4 separate regions of the Mus musculus genome follow, and regions 2, 3 and 4 are each linked to region 1. The links are chromatin contacts, called in public promoter capture Hi-C maps. All regions are on one chromosome and are shown on one strand. The core of a region is the stretch at or near the end of the contact, and the rest is flanking DNA. Distances in the headings are between cores, read along the strand shown.

Evidence for each region. Promoter capture Hi-C pulls out the DNA fragments that hold promoters and counts their contacts.
Region 2: a promoter capture Hi-C map of pre-B cells shows a contact between it and region 1. The contact joins the promoter of Net1 here to the promoter of Idi1 in region 1. A contact is called at or near these places in 1 of 39 promoter capture datasets (pre-B cells) and 2 of 484 Hi-C or Micro-C datasets (B cells and CD4 T cells).
Region 3: a promoter capture Hi-C map of pre-B cells shows a contact between it and region 1. The contact joins the promoter of Edaradd here to the promoter of Idi1 in region 1. A contact is called at or near these places in 2 of 39 promoter capture datasets (cranial neural crest and pre-B cells).
Region 4: a promoter capture Hi-C map of pre-B cells shows a contact between it and region 1. The contact joins the promoter of Heatr1 here to the promoter of Idi1 in region 1. A contact is called at or near these places in 3 of 39 promoter capture datasets (the C10 cell line, cranial neural crest and pre-B cells) and 1 of 484 Hi-C or Micro-C datasets (B cells).

What each region holds. Positions count from the first base shown.
Region 1 is chr13:8,882,276-8,887,743 of GRCm38.p6, forward strand. It overlaps Idi1 (isopentenyl-diphosphate delta isomerase), which reads left to right and starts at 3,331. Exons shown (of 5, transcript NM_145360.2): 1 at 3,331-3,721; 2 at 4,457-4,629; 3 at 5,210-5,302. The coding sequence starts at 3,585.
Region 2 is chr13:3,915,119-3,920,586 of GRCm38.p6, forward strand. It overlaps Net1 (neuroepithelial cell transforming gene 1), which reads right to left and starts at 3,102. Exons shown (of 12, transcript NM_019671.3): 1 at 2,820-3,102. The coding sequence starts at 2,947.
Region 3 is chr13:12,517,664-12,523,131 of GRCm38.p6, forward strand. Edaradd (EDAR (ectodysplasin-A receptor)-associated death domain) reads right to left here and starts at 2,787. Exons shown (of 6, transcript NM_133643.4): 1 at 2,255-2,787. The coding sequence starts at 2,285.
Region 4 is chr13:12,392,853-12,398,320 of GRCm38.p6, forward strand. It overlaps Heatr1 (HEAT repeat containing 1), which reads left to right and starts at 2,523. Exons shown (of 45, transcript NM_144835.4): 1 at 2,523-2,618; 2 at 2,888-3,061; 3 at 3,570-3,786. The coding sequence starts at 2,920.

The DNA.
Region 1 (5,468 bases), core at 2,081-4,580:
GCTGCTTACAAAACTTGTCATAACATAATTGCAATAGTTGAAGAAAACTCCTGAAATAATGCCTAAGGTTCAATGCCTGCACACTGCAATCATATGTAATTAGGAAAAAAGGTAAGGACTGTATTTCTAAACTATATTGTTCATCTCTGCTTATCCTTTGAACCTTATGTTCACATCCTTAATGCTGTTGACTGGGCCAAAATGGGATTCTGACACCAAAACAGAAATATAAATCTAAAGCAAGCAATATATAACAAAAGCCAATTCAAAAAGAGTGCAGGATTCTCCAAATAAGTCCTCTAGAAAGTTCAGTGAAATAGAGAGCATCTAACTATTGGGATTAAAGTTTGAAAGGACCAGAAAAGCCAAGGAATCCACAGGAAACTATAGCCATGATGTATTGAAAACTCAAAGGCCAGTAATTCATTTTGAAGTTATGAAATGTTGCTGAGTTTCCCTGAAGTATGAGAGTCTATAACTATCTTCCTTCTAACCTTCAACTATAAAAACAGCTCAAAGACCAATTCTTGGCCTACTAAGTTTTACTTTCCTTCTATTCTTATAATGCTTCCCCTTTTTCTAGCATTCTTTTGATCAAATAAAAATTAACATACTAGGCTAGCCGGGCATGGTGGCGCATGCCTTTAATCCCAGCACTCGGGAGGCAGAGGCAGGCGGATTTCTGAGTTCGAAGCCAGCCTGGTCTACAGAGTGAGTTCCAGGACAGCCAGGGCTACACAGAGAAACCCTGTCTCAAAAGAAAAAAAAAAAAACCATACTAGACTAAAATATTTCAAGCCAAACATGGTGGTGCATGTCTGAAATCACAGCACTTAGGAAACCCAGGCAGGAAAGTTGGAAGTACAAGAGAAGCCTAAGGCTATATCACACCTCAACTACTTTCATCAGCAATAGAGGCACAATACTAGTTTAAAGCCAGCCTGAGGATAAATGATATTTCAATCATTGTCCTTGCCACAGGGAAACACTTTTAGTTAATTCAAGGCTAATCCAGATTACTTATATCTTTTCAGTTTAGCCTATGGTGCATAGCACAAGATATCATCTTCAAAAACTACAGTCACAGGCCTTTGGAATGGTCATTTGAGAAAATGTTCCATTTTATTTTTTTAAGATTTTAAAATGTTATGTGAATGAGTGTTTGCCTGAATTTATGTATGTGCCTGGTGTTAGTAAAAGCAAGAGGTCTCAGATCCCCAGAACTGGAGTTACAAATGGTTATGATCTGCAGTGTGGGTGTGGTCCTCTGAAAGAACAGCCAGTTCTATTGTGACCCTCTCCCCATCTTGATAAAAGTATCAATAGGAGAGGGAAATATCTGTTAAGTAGGCAATCAACCCCCACTTCCCATTTCAGCTCATATAAAGGAAAAATAACATTTAAAGGAATATTTGGAATAAAGGATTATTATTACCATTATCGATGACTTAATAGTATTTAGCAGTGTTTCAACAATGCTTCACTCCTTAGACTGCCCCCAGGGAAAGGTGCCTAATGAGTCTCAAGATTATTGGTGATATTAATATGATTGATAATGAATAATGAAATCTGTCAACACTTGGAAGACTTGCTTAATACAGTAATTCAATATTTTCCAAATGACCAAGAATATTACAAAATCATACGTAGGAAATATGCACCTGAGCTGCACAGACACTGGGCCGGGAAGAGGGTTTGGGTAAAGGGTGAAAGTGTGAAGACTGAGCTCAGATCCTCAGCACCGTGGAAAAGGCCAGACATGTCAGTGTGTATCTGCAAACTGGGGAGCAGAGACATGAGGATTTGCTGGCCATAGAATCTAGCTAAATCAGGGGCTGGTGAGATGGCTCAGTGGGTAAGAGCACCCGACTGCTCTTCCAAAGGTCGGAAGTTCAAATCCCAGCAACCACATGGTGGCTCACAACCATCTGTAACAAGATCTGACTCCCTCTTCTGGAGTGTCTGAAGACAGCTACAGTGTACTTACATATAATAAATAAATAAATCTTTAAAAAAAAAATCTAGCTAAATCAATGAGCTTCTAATTCAGTGAGATGCCCTCTATGAAAAGATGGGATGGAGGGGCTGGTGAGGTAGCTCAGTGGGTAAAGACGCCTGCTCCCAACCCTCAAGACCTGAGCTTGCTGGGAGAACTCTCTTAGTTGTCCTTTAAGCTCCACTAGCCTCTGAGCATTGTGTTGACATTAATATTAATGTTAATATTGTAAAAGTAAAATGTTAATAAAAGCAACAGAGGAAGGCATTATGTACCTGAACACACACTTGCACATAATGCATACACTACACATATATACTACAAAAATAATAAACGTGACTGGGGTAATAGCTTAAATTAACTTTTTCACAATTACACCAAATCATAATGATAATTACTACTGTAACTAATAATAACTGTTATTATATTTATTCATTTATTTTTTAAAGATATATTTATTTTCTGTATGAGTACACTGTAACTGTCTTCAGACACACAAGAAGAGGGTATCAGATTCTATTACAGATGGTTGTGAGCCACTATGTGGTTTCTGGGAATTGAAATTAGGACTTCTGGAAGAGCAGCCAGTGCTCTCAACTGCTGAGCTATCTCTCCAGCCCCTATTTGTTCTTTTATTTACTTGGTTGTTCGAGACATAAACTTTTCCCCAATTGTATATGTAATAATTAATTCGTTTTTCCAGACAGGGTTTCTCTGTGTAGCCCCAGCTGCCATGGAACTCATTTTGTAGACCAGGTTGGCCTCAAACTCAAAGATCCGCCTGCCTCTGTCTCCTGAGTGCTGTGGTTTAAGACGTGTGCTACCAAATTTACAAAAGCTTCACATATAATCTGTAGTGAAAAATTCCTATCTTATAGTAACTTGAGTCGCTGAATTTATTAAGAATGGACTGTCACACGATGGTTTAACAACTGTCAAATTAATTCAGTCCAAACGCTGGTTCCCCAATCGGCCTCTACTTCATTTAACTTTGCTGGACAATTACTCCACATTGCAAAACGCCTTGGGAATTATTGCTGCTGCAAATCTACAGCACCTTCTAACTGGAAACAGACCGGAATAACATGTTGAGAAGGCAGGAGTAAAGCTTCCAAACTAACCCATTAGCAATGATCTCTTGAATTTTCTTAATTTCCATCAAGACCAACCCACAGGAATTCCAGTGAGAAAACTGTAGTTGTCAGAGCGCGCTTCTCAAGGCATCTGACATCATCACGCACAGACACTCAAGGAGAGTCAGGGACCCGCCCTAGCCTTGCCTCCAGCTGATTGGCGAGCCCGGGCATGGTCCAAGGTGCCATTGGCTGGCGACCGACAGGTCGAACCCTCCTCAAGAAGCCTCCCCAGAAAGGAAGCTTCCCCACCGCGGAGCAGCTAGACGTGCGGGCCGTCTCAGCTGTCCACTGGGAGTCGCCAACACCCTCGCTCGGGTCCCAGGGCCGCAATCACTCCTGGAGACCTCCAGCGCTTCTTTCAGAGCCACACGCAGGGCAAGTGGTGCCACCGCGCGCTAACCTGGCGCGGCCGTGACGTCAGGCTTGTGCTAGATTGGCAATTGGCTGGAGGCATGTGGCGCGGACGGACACTGGCGCGAGCGATTGGATATGCTGTTAGAGGGCGGGGCCTGGAGGCGGAGCATGCTGCGGAGAGGATTGAAGTACAGCTCTCCGCACAGCTTCTCAGCACCTGCAGCCGGAATCTCTGGTAAGCCTCCCTTCTATTTGGGGAAGGATGGCGAGAGGGGACCAAGAAGGGTGGGTGGCTGTATGAGGCTGAGGTGATGCGGTTTCCCAGCTTGACTCGCCATGGTGGCCTCTGACGTTCGGGGCTGGGTGCCTGGTCCTGGAAAGCGTTGGGTGGCCGACTGAGTCCCATCGGGTTCTCAGGGTTGTCCATGGAAACTCCCTGACGAGCGATTCAGCAGTCGTGAAATGTAATGGTTCATAGCCCTTGGGGAGTTGAGTTATAAAAAGGGACCTGAGAAAAATCTGTTCTTCCCTCCAGTATGGAGTACTTCACTTGTCTTCTTCCAAAAATGAATAAATAGGTCTACCCCTAAGCTTTCTTCTAGTTTAAGAGTGCTTTGCAGGTGTTGTGGTTGGTAAACGTCCACGTGGGTTTATAAAGAGATGGAAACGCGTCTTCGTTATGTGTCTAGATCTTTTTCTTGAGTTCGGTGATGTGCATTTGTACTTTAAACATCTTTAAGTGGGTGAGAAAATATCACTTTATCCTGTGATTCTGAAGTTCATTCTTTATATCCTGGCATTAGGAGTTCAAGATGTTATTTCAGAAAGTTTACAAATTGCTCACATTTGAAAACTGCCCTAGAGAGGATTTTAAATTAGTTTATGAATGTTGTAATTGAAGTCCACTTTCACTTCTAACAGTGTTTGTGTTAGAATGTCAAACTAATACAATGACTTTTCTCTGTGTTAGTGTTCTAGGTCAGATCAGACATTCTGTCACAATGCCTGAAATAAATACCAGCCATCTTGATGAAAAACAGGTTCAGCTTCTAGCGGAGATGTGTATTCTTATTGATGAAAATGACAATAAAATTGGGGCTGACACCAAGAAAAACTGTCACCTTAATGAAAACATCGACAAAGGTACTGTCTTAAAGTATTCTTTGTTATAAAGTGACTTGTCTGGACATTTAGCTAAGAAAAATCCTGAGATGAAAGGAATGCTTTCTCTTCTGGGGTTTGAAGAGGGTCTCACTGTGTATAGCTCTGACTGGCTGGTTGTCACAGACATCTGCCCCCCAAGTACTGAGAGATTCATTTCTTAATGCTGTCTTACCTTTCATTCCAGTTAAATGGTGTGTACAAGTAAAATCTACCTTTCTACCTCTCCTGTAATATTTCCCTCCACTAAGTGGCTTCAGAGTTATTTGGGGATCATAAAGAAGGAATAGATATTATCATAGTTCTCAAGTCTGTCTTTCAGAAGATTAGAGAGAGGAGTAGGTATTGAAGGAAAATATGATCCTACACACACACACACACACACACACACAGCAGGATACCAAATGGTCTGGGTTCAGCCACAGAGAACTTCATGTTAGAAGACTGGGAAGCAGCAGAACTGTCAAAATATGATTGAGAATAATCATATTCTCAACTTCAGGAGGGAAAACCAGACAAATAGCTGGCAAAATCTGACCAATCATATTTGTTTTGCTTTTAGGATTATTACATCGAGCTTTTAGTGTCTTCTTGTTTAATACTGAAAATAAGCTCCTGTTACAGCAGAGATCAGATGCTAAAATTACCTTTCCAGGTTGGTATACTTAATGAATAAGGTAGAGTTTGCTGGGAACTATTTAATCCGACTGAACTTTTTTGAGCCAACATCTAAAAGAATCAGCCAGGCACACGGCTTCACTTGTATTTTATAATAAGTAACCTTATCCACTGAGTCTAATCTAATCTGAATTATCTCTGTG
Region 2 (5,468 bases), core at 1,852-4,351, 5.0 Mb before region 1:
GACACTCCACCATGGTTTTGTTTTGCTTTCTTCACTGGTTACTGCTTGTCATGACTTTGTAGAGAGAAATTCACCAAAGAACTTCTCATGATATTTCCATGGCTTCTTGCAGCTTCCTTGGACTTGGGCTGACTGGCGACTGGCAAAGCCTCATGGTTTCCTCTGGATCAAACAGCCCTTGTTAATTCGTGAACGGTGTTTGCCAGTGGATCCAGCTACCACTGCTGATTCATGAGAACTGAGCTACAGATATCCTGACATTGAAGATTGGAATCACCCCTTCTAAACAGGTCTACATCTGCCTTTGCCCTATTAACCTTTTCATTACTTCTGGTGGGTGGTAGGTTAGAATGGAGGTTGAAGCATTTAAGAACCCTTATTAAAGTAAGTTTTGAAAATAAGACAACACCTATAGGCTTATATATTTGAATGCAAACTCTTGAAAAGGATTAGAAGGATTAAGAGGTGTGGCCTTGTTGAAGGAGTATGTCACTGGGGATGAATTTTGGGGTTTCAAAAGCCCATGCCAGGCCCTGTCAGACTGTCTTCTGCCTGCAGATGGGGATAAAGCGCTCTGGCTACTTCTCTAGCACCATGTCTGCTTACATGCGTCCCATGATGATGATAATAATGGACTACCCTCTGAAACTGTAAGCCAGGCTCAGTTAAACCTTTTCTTTAAGTTTTGCCTCGATTATGGTGTCTCTTCACAAAAATGGATCAGTGACCAAGACACCTGGGCATGGGCCTTGCTCTGGAGTGTGGTTGATATACCAATACTCCACTGGAACAAAACAAAACAACAATTTTCCTTTTCCCAGGAGGTATCAATTGCAAACAGCTTCTTGGTTCTGAGTGGGATGGTGTGTCAACTCTCCCATTCTCAGTGCTAGGATCTTGTCTGGTTTGAACCTGTTGCAGGTCTTGTGCATTCCTTCAATCTCTGTAAGTTTAGATGTGCATCAGTGCTCTTATGTCTGGAGGATACTGTTTCCTTGGAGTCATCTACCAACTCTGGGCCCTAGAATCTTTCCTCTTCTGCACAGAATCAAAAAGGCTTAAATTCACTGCATGATGTGACCAACGCCTCCCAAGAGAATCTAAGGTTCCTGAGAGCAAGCGCTCCATCTGCTTTTGTTCACCTGAATCCCCATCATCCTCAACAGTGTCTGATGCTAGGGCAGGTGCAACTGTATTACACTGAGCACACGTGGAATGAAGCACTGCTTCTGTTCATCTTCAGGAAGTCCTCCTTTTCTGCTCCTTCACTAGCCCATCCTAATTCTTGTAATTCTCAGTCTCAAAGATGCCTTCTTTCTGCACTCTGACTTCTTAAACACACGGTCTGATTGGAAGAGAGGAAGTTTCAGAAGGCAAGAATTCTGGTAAATATTGCCTTAAACTTCAAACTCATAAAAATCAGTACTAACTGAAAGAATCTAGCTCTTTATAGAGTTACTTAATACAATGGGTTTGCCCATGCCTTGATAATGAAAGTAAGGTGTTTGCTTTTTCCTCAAAACCATTTGTCATGATTAGATTATAAGCTATATAAAAGATTAATTTAACATCCTATCAAATGACCTGGGCGTCGAGGTTCACACTGCAATCCGAGAACAGGGGGAGGCTAAGGAAGAAAGACCAGTTTTTAGGCAGAACGGTTTGGAGCCTGCTTGGTGACAATTCCTCTTCTCACCAATAGTCCTATGGATGTAAGACCACCTACAGTCCACCAGTTTCCATGGAGAACAGCTCTGGTACAGAAGTACAATATGAGTTTGTGGCCAGCGTCTCTACACAGGTAGTGAGTTCTGGGGTAACCAAGTTACACAGTGAGAACTTGTCTCAGAAACAAAACCAAAAAAACCCTGAAATCATGTCAAGTGGACCATGGGGATGTCTGAAAAGATGGAGCAGACACAGCACTGTTACTTTAACAGATTTAAAACTGACAGACAAGATTTCTGCCGAGTTTTCTGCCGAGGCCCATGATAAGTACTGATGTTCACACAGTGCCTTATATGAGGCAGACACTATCATAAACTCACTATGTAGACGTAGATTTGAACAAAGTTACATACTTTGTAACTCAATGTCTAACGTTATAATGGGAAACCATTGCATTCAGTACTTTGAGACCATTTCTCATATTTCGAAGGGCAAAAGAATGACAGAGTAGTCCAGACAAATGCCATTTCAATTTCCTATTTAATAAAAATATTATGACTCCCACAGCCTCTCTTCCAGACACAGATTTCTGAAATCAACCTAGTGTTTGCCTTTCCCAGACACATAGAAATGAAGATACAACACAGAATGTGAAAATGTGCTAATAACTGAAAAGCCAGAAAGAGTCTTTCTCTGATCTCTTCATTCCAGGAGCCTGTCCTGTTCTGGTCTGCAAAGGACATTTCATTTGAACAGCCGCTTTTAGGCTGAAAGGGTTGGTATCTGTTCAGGTGACAATTCCTCTTCTCATCACAGGGTCCACGACAGTCTTGATCTGAGCGCCTGCATCCACAACTAGTTTCTGGTAGAGAACAGCTCTGGTGCAGATGTACGGTTCCCCAGGGACGGGGTTAAAGGAGATTGTCAACAAGTCCAACGAGTCCACCCCTTCTACGCAGGGCCGAGCAGTCGCTGTGCAGCCCTCGGTGCAGCCCGCCGGGCAGCGCACTCTCCTCCCGCGGCATTTCTGCCCGGCCTTCCCCAACCTCCCCTACTGCACTGCCAGTCCTTGGTCACCCACCGTCCAGTCCATCCCGTCCTGAGTCTCCAGACTCGGTCCCCGGCTCTCACCCACCTCCCGCCACCCTCACCTCTCGTTCGCCGCCGGCCCGGGTGTGTCGGCCGGAAGCCCCGCGGCAGGTTCCTCGCTGAGCATTGAGACCCTGCGGCTTCTCCTCCGAGGTCGGGGCTGCTTCTGAGCCGCCGGCTCTGGCTCCATGTCCGGAGAAGGGGGGTTGGTGGGGCGGTGGCCCAGTGCCCAGGAGACCGATCGTGGCGGGCACAATGCCCGCCAGCTTCTGCGAGGCAGCAAGTCGCCTTCTAGCAGAGAGCGGCTACCGCCGTCATCCGGGGATTTGAAAATGGCGGCTGCCCAGAGATCGGCCAATCAGAGAGTGGGAAGCGGTTGCTAGGCTACGTGGAGTCCCGCCCTAATCAGAAGACTTCATACCAAACTTTTAGGAGCTCCAGTGACAAAGGGAAAGTGGTAAGGTGAAAGTTAGGAATTTGGGGATTTATTTTAACTACACACCTTACTCCTGAAAGGCAGTCTCTATTCACTAGAACTTTCACTTGCAGGGCAGGAAAATGGATCGGAAGCTGTTTATCATTTGTTGTTGTTTAGCGTTAGACAGGATGAAGGTATTGACCCCAAAGCAAGAGGCAGTTGGACGTATAAACACTAAGTTATACATGTGGAATATATTCCCAATTGCCAAAGACAATACTTTGTTCTCCAGGATGTCTCTAGAGAACCAGTGAAATCTAGTTATGTACTCCTGTCTTTCAGTAAGTAGGACACAGTCGCTTTACCGAATGGAAAGGGCTGCTTTCTCTGCTTGCAAGACTGCAAAACGTGCAGCATGAAACAAGGGACCCTGCTCAGGTTATTATGTGAAGATTGGTAAATAAAAACGTTCTCTGATTTTAAATATCGCTAATGGTCTTAAATGTAGTCTCTCTTGTATACAGGGAGATATTAATGATGTTGTGTATAATAGAAAAATTAAAGGCAATCTAAATGAATGACTGGGAGATGTCTAAATATAACTGATTAACTGTGAAGACTGCATTCAGCCGATAAAGAAATGGTCTTCTTCAGGGAATACCATTGGTTAGCCAATACTAACAGCTAGCCCTGAAAACATACAAATAACATCATACAGACTGAGCTGGCTGTATTTGTGTATTTAGGAACATATATGTATAACATATTGTTACATATTGACTATGTAACAATAATTAATAAAAAGAGTCCATGAATGTGAAAGATAGCAAGAAGGGGTATAGGAGAGAGTTGGGAAGGAGAAAAGAGAAGGGAGAAAATGGTGTGATTATATTATAATCTTGAAAATAAAAGAAAATTAAAAATAAGAGGTATATAGTAAAACAAAACATTGTGATTTTAACTGAAAGCATAAAATATGAAATATAGAACAATGATGGCTAGTTTTATGTCAATTTAGAAAAATTCTGTTTTAGGGTTTTACTGCTGTGAACAGACACCATGAAAGAGACAGCCCTTATAAGGACAATATTTAATTGGGGCTGGAATACAGATTCAGTCCATTATCATCAAGGCAGGAACATGGCAGCATCCAGGCAGGCATGGTACAGGAAGAGCTGAGAGTTCTATATCTTCATCTGAAGGCTGCTAGCAGAATACTGGCTTCCAGGCAGATAGAACAAGGGTATTCAAGCTCACACCCACAGTGACACACTTACTCCAACAAGGCCATGCCTCCAAACAGTGCCACTCCCTGGGCCAAGCATATTCAAACCATGACAAACCCTCTCTAATATTAGGCGGTAGGTAAGTCTATAGAACATTTTCTTAATTAGTAGTTGATGGGAAATAGGCCAGCCCATCATGGCTATACCATTCTTGGGCTGGTAGTCCTGGGTTCTGTAAGAAAGTAGGGAGAGGAAGACATGACGAACAAGCTAGTAAGCACTCTTCCACGGCCTCTGCGTCAGCTCTTGCCTCCAGGTTCCTGCACTGCTTGGGTTCCTGTCCTGACTTCCCTTGATGATGAACTGTGATATAGAAGTGTAAGCTGAATAAACCCTCCTCAAGTTTTTTTCCCCCTCTGTCACAGTGTTTTATCACAGTAATAGAAACCCTATGACAAATCATGAAGTGATTTGTGAGGGGAGTGTGAGTAAAATAAGCCCTCCCCCCTCCAAGTTGCTTTTGATAATGGTGTTTCATCATAGAATAGTAATCCTACCCACAAAAGAACTATAATTAATTATAAATCACTCTTTGTAATTATACAGAATAGAAAGTTGAGATTAATTAAATTTTTCTAGGTGGTAAGACTTTTGGCACTTAAAAATGCTTTTTATTTTTATTTTCTTGATTTAAGAATTCTTAAACAGAGTGAGATACTGGAGAAAATATTGCGTTTAGCAAATACAATGTAAATACAGAAATGTCATCCAAAACAATTGATCTCTATGCCGAGTTTGGTAGAATGAAGATATTTTAGTGGAACCACACACTTTTACACACAGAAGCAAGTTAGTTTGTCTCTATTCCTGAAGATACTGAAGCTGGTTTTGGTGTTATCACCAGAAGTTATTAGGGAACATTTACTATCAATGTGATAGATAATAAAAGATGCTGATATGGGGACTTCATGGAAGTTGTGCACTGCATGGAAATTGTGCAGGAAAATTCTTTCAATATTCATTCACTTGGGAAGTTGTTACTTTTTTTTTAGCTACTCATACATATC
Region 3 (5,468 bases), core at 1,537-4,036, 3.6 Mb after region 1:
GAAGGGTTCACCTAGATAGAGGTTTGGCTTCTACTTGGTGAAGTGAGAGATAGATTGCCTACAGGACACTCTCTGTGGACATCAGTTCACACATAGAGATTTGATTTGATGCTCCCTTTACTACAGGTTGTGAGCATTTGTTCTAGATGGGCCAAGCTAATTAAGACCGTAGCTTCAATTCTTGTCCTTTAATGCTGTAACTGTCTCCTACGTTCATATATCTACCAGCACATACACATGGCTTTGTGTGTGTGTGTGTGTGTGTGTGTGTGTGTGTGTGTGTTTATGTGTATATGATCACATAGGTACAGTGCACACATGTGCAGGTGCTCATGCACATGTGTGTACAGACGGGAAGTCAACTTTGGGTGTCTTTCTCAATTACTGTGCATGTGTCCAATGTATATGTACATGTATGCCGACATTTGCATGTGTTTGTATGGAGGACAGAGGACTATGCCAAGTGTCATGCTTTGTCATTCTCTACTTCTTGAGACAGGGCCTCTCACTGAACCTGGAACTAAGCTGATGGCCAGCAAGCCCCAGAGATCTCTCCACCCCACCCTCCACAGCCCTAGCATTGAAGGCATGGGTGCCACGGCAGTTCCACTCTGCCTGACTTTTAATATGGGTGCTGGAGACCAGAATGCAAGACCTCATGCTTGCTTGGCAGGCACTTCACTAACTGAGCCATCTCTTCAGCAACCCCCTCTCCCGGAGGCTTTTTATGCTGGTGTTACTGCTGAACTGGTTGGTTTCCACCCCGTCCCTGCCCCCATTTTCTCTGATGCAGTCGGGTCGAGAGGCAGCGCAGGCAAATGTTACCTGTATCCTTATCCAATGAACTCCTCTTCTCCATCTCTTGAATCCAGTATCATTTACTAAGTCTGGGACCATCATGACTAAAACCAAACACCCCTTGACATCTTATTCATACAGTCCTCAGCACAAGGAGGACAATACATACATAGCAGCAGGCACCCGATGAGAGAATTGTCCCCTTAAGTCCCCTTCTGTTCTTGCAAACAATGTGAGGGTTGGCCAGTTCACTTGATAGCCCGTGGAGCGTGCTACGTTTGAATAATTTAGTTCTTTTTTTTTTTTTTTTTTTTTGATGTCACTAGTAAACAGCCCCCTTCCCAAACCAGCACTCCAAGATGCCAAATCAGAATGGCCGCCAAATCAGAATGGCCACTGGGCTTAAGCTTCTGGCCACTGCCAGACATGGTATCTTCTCTGTCAGGTCAAGCCGGTAATCAGGGCTTAGCTCTTGAACTCTGTCCCTACTCCACTCAAGAAATGAAATACGAAACACAAGCAATCACATCGATCTCAGCAGTCTAGTCTGGTTCTGTGTGGCTCTTACCAGAGTGTCCAACCTCACCAAAACCAGAGAAAGACCTAGCGTACTCAAAGGGACATATCATCCTTTCGTTCACAAACACCGATGGAGTTTGTAGCTAGATTACAGGAGGACAGAGGAGATTCCTGGACGTTGACGTTTAAAGGAATTTTCCTTAAATGAGGGAGAAGCGATAGAAAAATCTAGATTCTGACCTCAGATATCAAAGCACATTTTTAATGTACTACGGGGACTAGAGACCTCCACAGGTGGGGATTGCGCATGTGGGCTCAGCCTCGTGGCTCTGTGGACAGTATAATAGTTGAATAGTGGCTCGGAGAGGTTAAGACTTGCACAGAAGCAAACACATCTCAGCAAAGTGAAGCTAGGAGGGAGAAGACGAACAAGGAAATGTGCGAGTGGAAAGCAAGGGAGAGCCTGGAAGGAAGGGGGTGCAGAATCCTCCCTCCTATGTTCTTTTCTATCAAAGGTTGGCTGACTTGTTTCAACCAGGCACCCGCGTGGCCCAGAACAAAAGCGCTCGGCCGGGCCTCCGCGTGGGGAGAGGGACCACGCACACCTTGCAGTGTGCAGGAAGCGAGCGATCAGCTGCTGCTCACAGAGGGGCAAGCGCAGGGGTAGGATCGGGAGAGGTAAGACGCGTGCCGCAGCTGTTCCCATCCAGCCTGACACACATCTGGCGCCCTGGTGTCCAAAAGAAAAAAAAAAAAAAAAAAGAAAGAAAGAAAGAAAGAAAGAAAGAAAGAAAGAAAGAAAGAAAGAAAGGAAGGAAGGAAGAAAGAAAGAAAAAAAAAACCGCTCCCAGGGGATGACTGAAGTTCAGTCTTTCAGTCTCATTAATCCAGCTGGTGGTCACACCCCAAGTGAGGGCGCGGCACCTTGCCGCTTTACCTGAGCGCAGAGGGTCGTCCGGAGAAGCCATGAAGACCAGGAGAGGACAGATGAGTGTCCGAGCAGGGGTGGACAGTCTCTAGGACCCCTGAGAACAGCAGGATCGCAGGGACCCAACCTCTTGCGTGGTAATGCGCGACTCTGTCTGCGCTCTGCCCTGCTGCTGCTGCTGCTCCTCCTCCTCCCTTTCCTCTTCTTGATCTCTGCCACTTCTTCCTCGTGCTCACTTCCTGCAATTAGCAAAGCCCCTTCCCGGCGCGAGTCTCTCCAGAACTCTGGAGAGGATTCCGTGGGTTGCGGTTGGGCACGAGAGGACACCGAGGGGCCCCCGGAGCACTTGCCCTGCTGGTACCTAGGGCGTAGAACCCTGGTCTTACCACGGAGGTCCCACGCGATCGCAACTGGGAGAGCCTTTCAGCTAGCCTTCCCCTGGCTGCCGCACGCGCGGGTGGCTTTCCCGGCTCCTAATCTCGTCCTCAGCTGGGACACCAAAGCACTCCCAGCGTGCTCCTTGCACAGGCCCGGGCTGAGACGCCTGCCGGCGATTTGATGTTTGAACAGTTTCCTAATCTTCAGGCAGCCTGAACGGCGGCATGACCGCACACGCTAGCACTTTCTAATTTGATGTTTCTTTGGCATTAGTTACTGCCTGACCTCCTGGGTGAGCACTACACAAAGGAGCGGGAAGAAAAGTCAGTCTTGAGGTCTCTGGTTTACTCCTCTGAAGGAAAAAGCAAAAACCAAAAAAACAGTATACGGTTCTGTTAGAAATGCAGAACCCATGGGCCCTTAAACGAATTAAGATTTAGCTTAAATGGGATTTTATTCTAATTAAGAGCAGAGAATCTGATCTTTTATTTTTTTATTTTTTTGTTTTTTGTTTTTTGGGTTTTTTCGAGATAGGGTTTCTCTGTATAGCCCTGGCTGTCCTGGAACTCACTCTGTAGAACTCAGAAATCCACCTGCCTCTGCCTGCCAAGTGCTGGGGTTAAAGGCATGTGCCACCACTGCATGGCGAATCTGATCTTTTAAAATGGCTATATTTTATTTAAAAGTTTAAGTTATTTCTATTATTTTTTAAATCATATTGGGGGTGAGGGGTATGAACACACAAGTACAGTGCCTACAGGGTCTAGAAGACGGTGGTAGCTCCCCTAAAGGTGGAGTTGCTGGTGGTTGTGGCCTTGCTAGGAACTGAGCTTGGGTCTTTTGCAAAAGTGGTAGCACTTTCAAGGCTAAGCTGCCTCTCCAGCTCTAGTGGCAGCATCTTCACTATGTGCCATATACAAAGGTTACAGACACGTTACATTTAATAGGAATCTCTGAAAGGAAGCACATAATCTATATCTGCCTTGGACATAAGCATAGAACTATTTTCTTTTTAAAAAAGGAGTTTAAAGGAGATGCCAGCCAAGGATGTAGGTCAGTAGTAGAGTGCCTGGCATGCATAAGCCCCAGCCTGATGATATACGTTGTAATCCCAGCACACAAGAGACTGAGGCAGGAGGGGAGTCTGGAGTTTGAGACCACCAAGAACTTTATGGTGTGGGGCTTTATTAAAAAAGAGGAGGAAGGGGGGAGGAGGAGGAAGTAAGAAAAGAAAGATTATTTCAGTATTTGCTGGACAATTTCATTAACAAATTACCCAATTCAGATTAATTAATAAACTGAACATTTCAGGGAGACAGCAAATGCCAATGTATCTTTGTGGTGCCCCCCAGGCTGCTCTGTGGTTCTGAGGCTCACGGCACTCTTGGGGTTGGTTTGTATTCTCCATAAGATGCTGCCATGGAAGAGTTGGGTCTTTAGAGAGGAGGCCACAAAGGCTCAGGTAAGGTAGGGAAATTAATTTAGAAAGGGTATTTTCTCAGGGAGTCTACTTTGAGGTTTGGTCTGTGGTTCCTTCTATACTCCACGCAGAGATGGAATTCATTTCTGAGGTTTGGTTGTTAGAAACCACATATACAGTTGGGCTGTCTTGTTAGCGCAAGTTCTAGCGGTTTGTTTTTCAAAAGGAAATTGTCAGTACGTTTCGTTACTTATATCTTTCACTAGGTAGAAGATGATTCAGATATCTACAGTGTCTTTCTTCTTATGTGTGTGCACATGGATGAGTGTGTGCCATGGAAGCAAACGCAGAGGTCAGAAGGTCACTCTCTCCTGCTGTAGGTCATGGGGATCACACTCGGGCCATCAGGCTGGAGGCTAGGACCGTCCCTTCCCTGCTGAACTTAGTCTCTCCCTCTCCCTCTCCCTCTCCCTCTCCCTCTCCCTCTCCCTCTCCCTCTCCCTCTCCCTCTCCCTCTCCCTCTCCCTCTCCCTCTCCCTCTCCCTCTCCCCTCTCTCCTCCTTTCTCCTTCGACTTACTCATCGTCGTTGTCCCCTCCTCCTTCTTTGAGAGTCTCACTCTGTAAACCAGGCTAGCCTCAAACTCAGATCCACAGAAGGGCTGGAATTGCAGGTACCTTCCACATCTGACTAAGGTTAATTAATTATTTTTAGCCTTTATGTTTTTATGTGTGGAGGTGTGTTTGCCTGCCTGCATGTTTGTGTGCAGCATGTATGTAGTCCCTTCAGAGGCCAGAAAAAGGGCTTCTATTCCCTTGGTATTTGAGTTACAGTTGTGGGTGCTCAAACCCAGTCTTCCAGAAGAGCTGTCAGTGCTCTTAACTGCTAATATCTCTCTCCAGTCTAAGGGGAAGTTTTTTTCTTTTTGGCTTTTTGAGACAGTGTTTCACTCCATAGCCCTGACTGTTCAGGAACCTGCTCTGTAGACAAGGCTGGCCTTGAACTCAGACATCTGCCTACCTTCCAAGTCCTGGGATTAAAACCACTCAGTCCAAGGTCATGTGTTTGTTTTTTGTTTTAAAGAAAGAGCCGATATTTCAGTGTGATTCTTTGGCTTCCTTTCTCATAAGCTGTAGCTGCTGCTCTCATCCTCTATTTCCCCTACATGTTTTGTGATCACTAAAGTATAGCAAATCATAGGACCTACTGTTTTCAGTGTTCAAAACAGTAATGAACAGTTTTCTCATCCTCTTAACTTCCCATGAAACGCTCTTACGTCTCAGGACATCCAATATGGAAGCTTCTGCTGCTCCCAGAGACTGCCCTTCTGGGTAGTGGTGCTCATGTGACCCTTTCTAAAGTATTTTTTAAGACTTATTTTTATTTCTGTGTGGATATGTGTGAGTGCAGGTGCCCACAAATGCCC
Region 4 (5,468 bases), core at 1,273-3,772, 3.5 Mb after region 1:
GCTAAAACTAAGGGCCATTTGACGGGTTGTATGGAAACTTCTAAAATATAGACATATATGAAGGTGATCCAAGTGGAATTACCAAATCATGGGAAAATGGAGCCCCAATTGGATGTCTTTCGTTACCAAATGAAGTCTCCAGTCCCAGGAATGGGTTACATCGAATCAAGTTGTTAGCCAAAGGGGCCCCATAGGCATCTCCAGACAACCCAGGCTATTGCCAAAGCTGTTGATTGCTCTCCACAAACTGACTGTAAGGCCATATTGCTGCAGACAACATCTACACAATTCATCGAACGTGGAGAAGTCGAGCTGGTGCCTACAAACAGCCTTCACACCTACTGACTAGTGTTAATGGTCCTGGGAGGTGCACTGCATGCTTACTAGAGAGAAAGGTAAAGACCAATCTAGCTACCAAACCTTTGATCGATAACAGTGAGCTGCCTGCAAGCTATGCTGGTACAATGATGGCGCAAAGTTGAGGAGTAACCAATGAATACCTGGTTGGATTTAAGGGCCAGTCCATGAGATGGATTCCATGCCTTACACTGCTTAGTGGCCAAGAATCTGAGACCAGATAGGCTAGGGAACTAATATATATATTAGACAATAGTATATATATGAGACTTTTAAATACACACACACACACACACACACACACACACACACACACACACACACACACACACACAGCTCTTAAAGACATTCTGCTATACTCAGATCAGTATTTCTTGCTTAGCTGCTACCAGAGAAACTTCCTCCTGCAGCAGAAGAGAACAAATACAGAGAGCCACAGCTGGGTAATGTCTAGAGAATGAGAGACCTCAAATACTCAGTCGTAAATATGATGTTTCCATCTAATCCCCCCCCCCACTCCCTCAGGAAGGCAAAAAGGAGGCCAAAGGGGACGGTAGGAGAGGAGGACAAAAAGATAGAAAGAGCCAGTGGGGATGGAAGACACCAGGAAAGCAAGACCTTCCAAACACAGCAGAAGAGACTGTGGCAGCACGCACGCACAGGGCTTCCACAGGTCTGGAGCAGATGGGCTTTCAGCACTGAGAGAGGAAGGACACAAGCCCCTGTCCCTAACCCAGAGGTATCTCCCACTGACAATCACTCACAAATCAGTTTTCTACAGTGGAGCTAACTCACTGTGCAAACCTAAGGCTAGGTCCCAATTACCATATGGACAATGTAAGATGAGCTAACTTGAACTAACTCTGTAGCATTTTTGGACCTTTTTTGCCTCATAATTCTTTGTCAGGGCATCTTTTCCCCTCCTTATAGGTCCTTTGCGTATATATCTCCGTTTCTGGTTTTGCATTTTTATAAGCTTTCTGTGTGTATAAGCAGGTATGTCTCTTTCTATATGTGTTTCTTGAGCTTTTTCTTTGGCACTTTTTTCTTCTCTTTGTTTTGTCTTATTCTGATGTTTGTTTTTATTTTGCCTATCGCCTTCGTCGTCATCATCGTATGTTTGTACCCTAAATAAGAAAGAGAAAAAACGGTGTGGATTTGGGTGGAAGGGGAAGTGTTGGAGGATCTGGGAAGAGTTGTGGAACGAAACTGTAACCAGAATATGAAAACAAAAAAGTTTTGTGTATTTTTTGTTTTTGTTTTTTGTTTGTTTTTGAGACAAGGTTTCTCTGTGCAGCTCTGGATATTCTGAAACTCACTCCACAAATCAGGCTTGCCTCGAATTCAGATCTGACTGCCTCTGCCTCCCTCGAGCTGGAATTAAAGAAGTGAGCCGCCACCTCCCATCTTGAAAAAAGTTATTTTCACTTAAAAAAATTAAAATGTCATGTTTCTAATAATAATAATAACAGAATAAGAAAAACACCACTCCCTAGGACTGCAGACAAGGCAAAGGTGATAAGGTTGTCAGTAACTGCGTTCAGCGAGTGTTTACTACTTACAGAGCAACCAGATTGCACTGAGAACTACAACTCACGTTAGGTTTGTGCCCTCCTCGGGTAGCATTAGAATTAGAAACGCGGCTTCCCGCGCTTCAGCCCCTCGCAGGCTGGATAAGTATCTCGTGAATGACCGGTTCCTGCTACACACCCGTAAAGCTCCCAAAGGCGGTTGGGGAAAAAGAATCCCAGACCTAAGCCTGAAGGCACATAGCAACACTGAGCGAGGCGTCGGGTACCTAGAGAAGCGAGCTGTAGCACCAAGGAGCGGAGGGGCGGGACTTATAGGTGGCTTTCTGGAAAGAAGGGGGAGGTACTGTAGGCGTGGCTTAGCACATTTTCGTGAGGGTGGAGCTTAAAGGAGGGGCGTGGAATAAATGTGGTGTCTTGGAAAGAGGTGCGGATGGAAGGCGGAGCTTAACTGGATGAGCGAGCGGAGGGTGGGGCTTTGAGGTTCAGGCCCTTAGAGGGGAAAGTAGGCGGGGAATTAAATGGCTGGCCTGAATAGGCGGAACTTAGAGTCACGGAGGCGGGGCCGTTGTATTGCGTTTTCTACAAAGGTGTCCCTTTTCTCTTGCCGTAGTGAGAAGCCGGAAGTTCCTATGAGGCGTGCTTTAGAGTTCCGGGACAGTGCCGGCACCATGTGGGAGCTGATCTGAGGAGTTGTTAGCTGTCTAATCCTGCTGATATTCCGAGTTCAGGGTGAGGAGGAGCACGGTGCGGCTAGGCGCGGCCGTGACTTGGAACGGGTGGCCGGGTGGGCCGTGAGGTCGTGGTGCAGAGCTGGGGAAAGCTGGTGCTGCGGAGGCGTAGTTAACGCAATTGCTGTGGTGGGTCCTGGAGGGTCGGGGAAGCAAGTTTCTGTGTCCTCGAAAGGACTGAGCGCTGTATTGCCAGAGCATGAGCCCTGGCCTGCCATCTGTTAAGGCGCCTGACGTTTCCTAAAAACTTTTCACGCTGTTCGTTCTTAGCCGGTGTTTTGAGACATCCGCCTCCGTGCAAGATGACGTCCTTAGCCCAGCAGCTCCAGCGACTCGCCCTCCCTCAAACTGATCCCAGCCTCCTATCGAGACGTGAAGTTGCCTCTCTGTTATTTGACCCCAAGGAGGCGGCCACAATCGACAGGGACACCGCCTTTGCCATCGGTGAGCCACCTTTCACTTAGCAAAGCTCCCAGAGCATGATATCGGGGAGTTGGGGGGGGGGGAGGTTCTGTATTTTCTTGCCCCCCCCCCCGTTCGCTTCCCGAGCAGTACCTTGTTTTCTTGGTAAGGGGGTGGGAAACAGCAATACTGCTAGATGTGTGAATGTATTTATAAATAATGGTATCTGAAATTTCACAAACTAACTAATATGTAAAAAGGAAGAAAAGTAAAGAAACCGAGACAATGACTGTGGTGTGAGAGGAGACTTTCAGAACTAGATGTAGTTTTAATGACTAAAAAGAAGGGCTCGGGTGGAGTTCTTGTCATGAAGTACTTTCTTTTCTCCTAGTGAGTGGGGGTCAGATTTATCCTATATGTTAACAACTAAAGCCAGTGTTTGAGAGTGTCTAACACATGGTAACAGAGTTCATGAGCTTGGGGGTGAGGAGAACAGGAGAGTATCTGTTGGGTTTGCCTACAAAGAAGTTACACGTGACTCTCCTCCTAGGATGCACTGGCCTGGAGGAGCTTCTTGGGATTGACCCTGCCTTTGAACAGTTTGAAGCGCCATTGTTCAGCCAGCTGGCAAAAGGCTTGGAGCGCAGCGTCCAGACCAAAGCAGTGAACAAGCAGCTGGATGAAAACATTTCATCGTTCCTCCTTCACTTGTCTCCTTATTTCCTCCTCAAGCCAGCGCAGAAGTGTCTGGAATGGCTGATTCACAGGTAGCTAAACCTTCATTAGTTGCCAACACTTGGTAAGCTAGATTGCTTTCACAAATTTCAAAGGTTAACATGATGTTTAGAATGTCAAGTGAACATGCTCTTCTTGAATAGGGTGCCATTAGTTCCTGTCTAGTGTGTTTAGGGTTTAGGGGGTTTGTTTGTTTGTTTGTTTGTTTTTTGAGACATGGTCTCAGTGTGTATCTCTGGTTGACCTCAAACTCACAGAAATCTGCCACCTTCTTCCCCAAGTCTGAGAAGTATGTCATTGTCTTTGGCTAGTTTTGTTTTGGGGATAAGGTCTTATTATAGAGCTCTCGTTTGTTGTTATTGTTGTTTGTTTTGTTTGTGGAGAGAGAGTTTCTCTGTGTAGTCTCAGCTGTCTTAGAACTCAGTGTGTACACCACCCTTGCCTCACACCCAGAGATCCACCTGCCTCTTCCTCCCAAGTGCTGGGATTAGAGGCGATACCACACCTGGCTCAAGCTGGGTTTTGACTTACTTTTTTTTTTTTTTTGCCTGTCTGGCCTGGAACTTACTAAGTAGATCAGTTTGCCTCAGATTTATAAATCTGCCTCTTTTTGCCTCCCAGGTCCTCAGTAGTGTGGTTATAAGTGTGTGCTACCAGACCAGCCTTAACTGCATCAGTACTCAGGAGCTGATGCAGCTTCACATTGCAGATCCGTTAACATGGGGGCAAAACGTACAGTTCCTTCTTACCTCGCTAGGTGTAAAGAATGTCTTTTAAAATATCAACCCAAATCACGTGGTATTAGTGATGTGCGCGTTAAGCATTTATGTACCAGGCCTTGTACTCTAAGCACTATACGTGCTAGGAACCAAACTCTGACCTCTGCGAGAGCAACAAATCCTGTAGATGGCTGAGCCATCACTACAGCCCTTCTTCATGTAACCTTTATTCAGCAAATGTTAAAGTGATAAAAAAATATATATATATCTGTAGGTTTTCCTTGGTTGCTATCTTTTAAATAAATACCTAAATAAAGTTTTACACAAGATTTAGAGAGGTAGCTATGCCAGGGTTTGTTGAGGAAAGCTTCATTCAAGTAGTGTTTTAGTTAATACCAAAGCTTGTATAAAGTAGATAGAAGGCAAGGTCTGCTACTATTAAAGTCCATGTAGGGGTTTAAGAGATTGCTCGTGGTGAAGAGTGCTTAGTGTTCTTGAAGAGGGCCTGGGTTGGGTTCTCAGTACTCACGTCAGAGCCACTTAGAGCTATCTGTAAAACTCCAGGTCCAAGTGCCCTCTGACCTTTGTGGGCAAGGGTATGCATGTGCTGCACAGGCTCACGTGGGCAATAATACATGGTGTTTTTTAAGTGCATGCAAGAGAATAGGAGAATCTTTAAACATTTTTAATGTAGAGAGACTGACAAAAAATTTTTTCAAGTTCATATACAAATTATATATGTTGTCATCTTTTCCTTTTCCATTAATTTATTTGTCATTTTCTATCTGAATAAATTAATGTGATCTTATTAATTTTTTTTTCTTTTTTGCTGGCTATGGTGCCTCATATCTTTAGTTCCAGTGCTTGGGATCAGAGGCAGGCGGAGCTCTGAGTTCAAGGCCAGACTGATCTTTAAAGCATGTTCCAGAGCATCAGGGCTACATAGAGAAACCCTGTCTTGAAAAACAACAATCCCTCCAACCCCCAACTGTCCC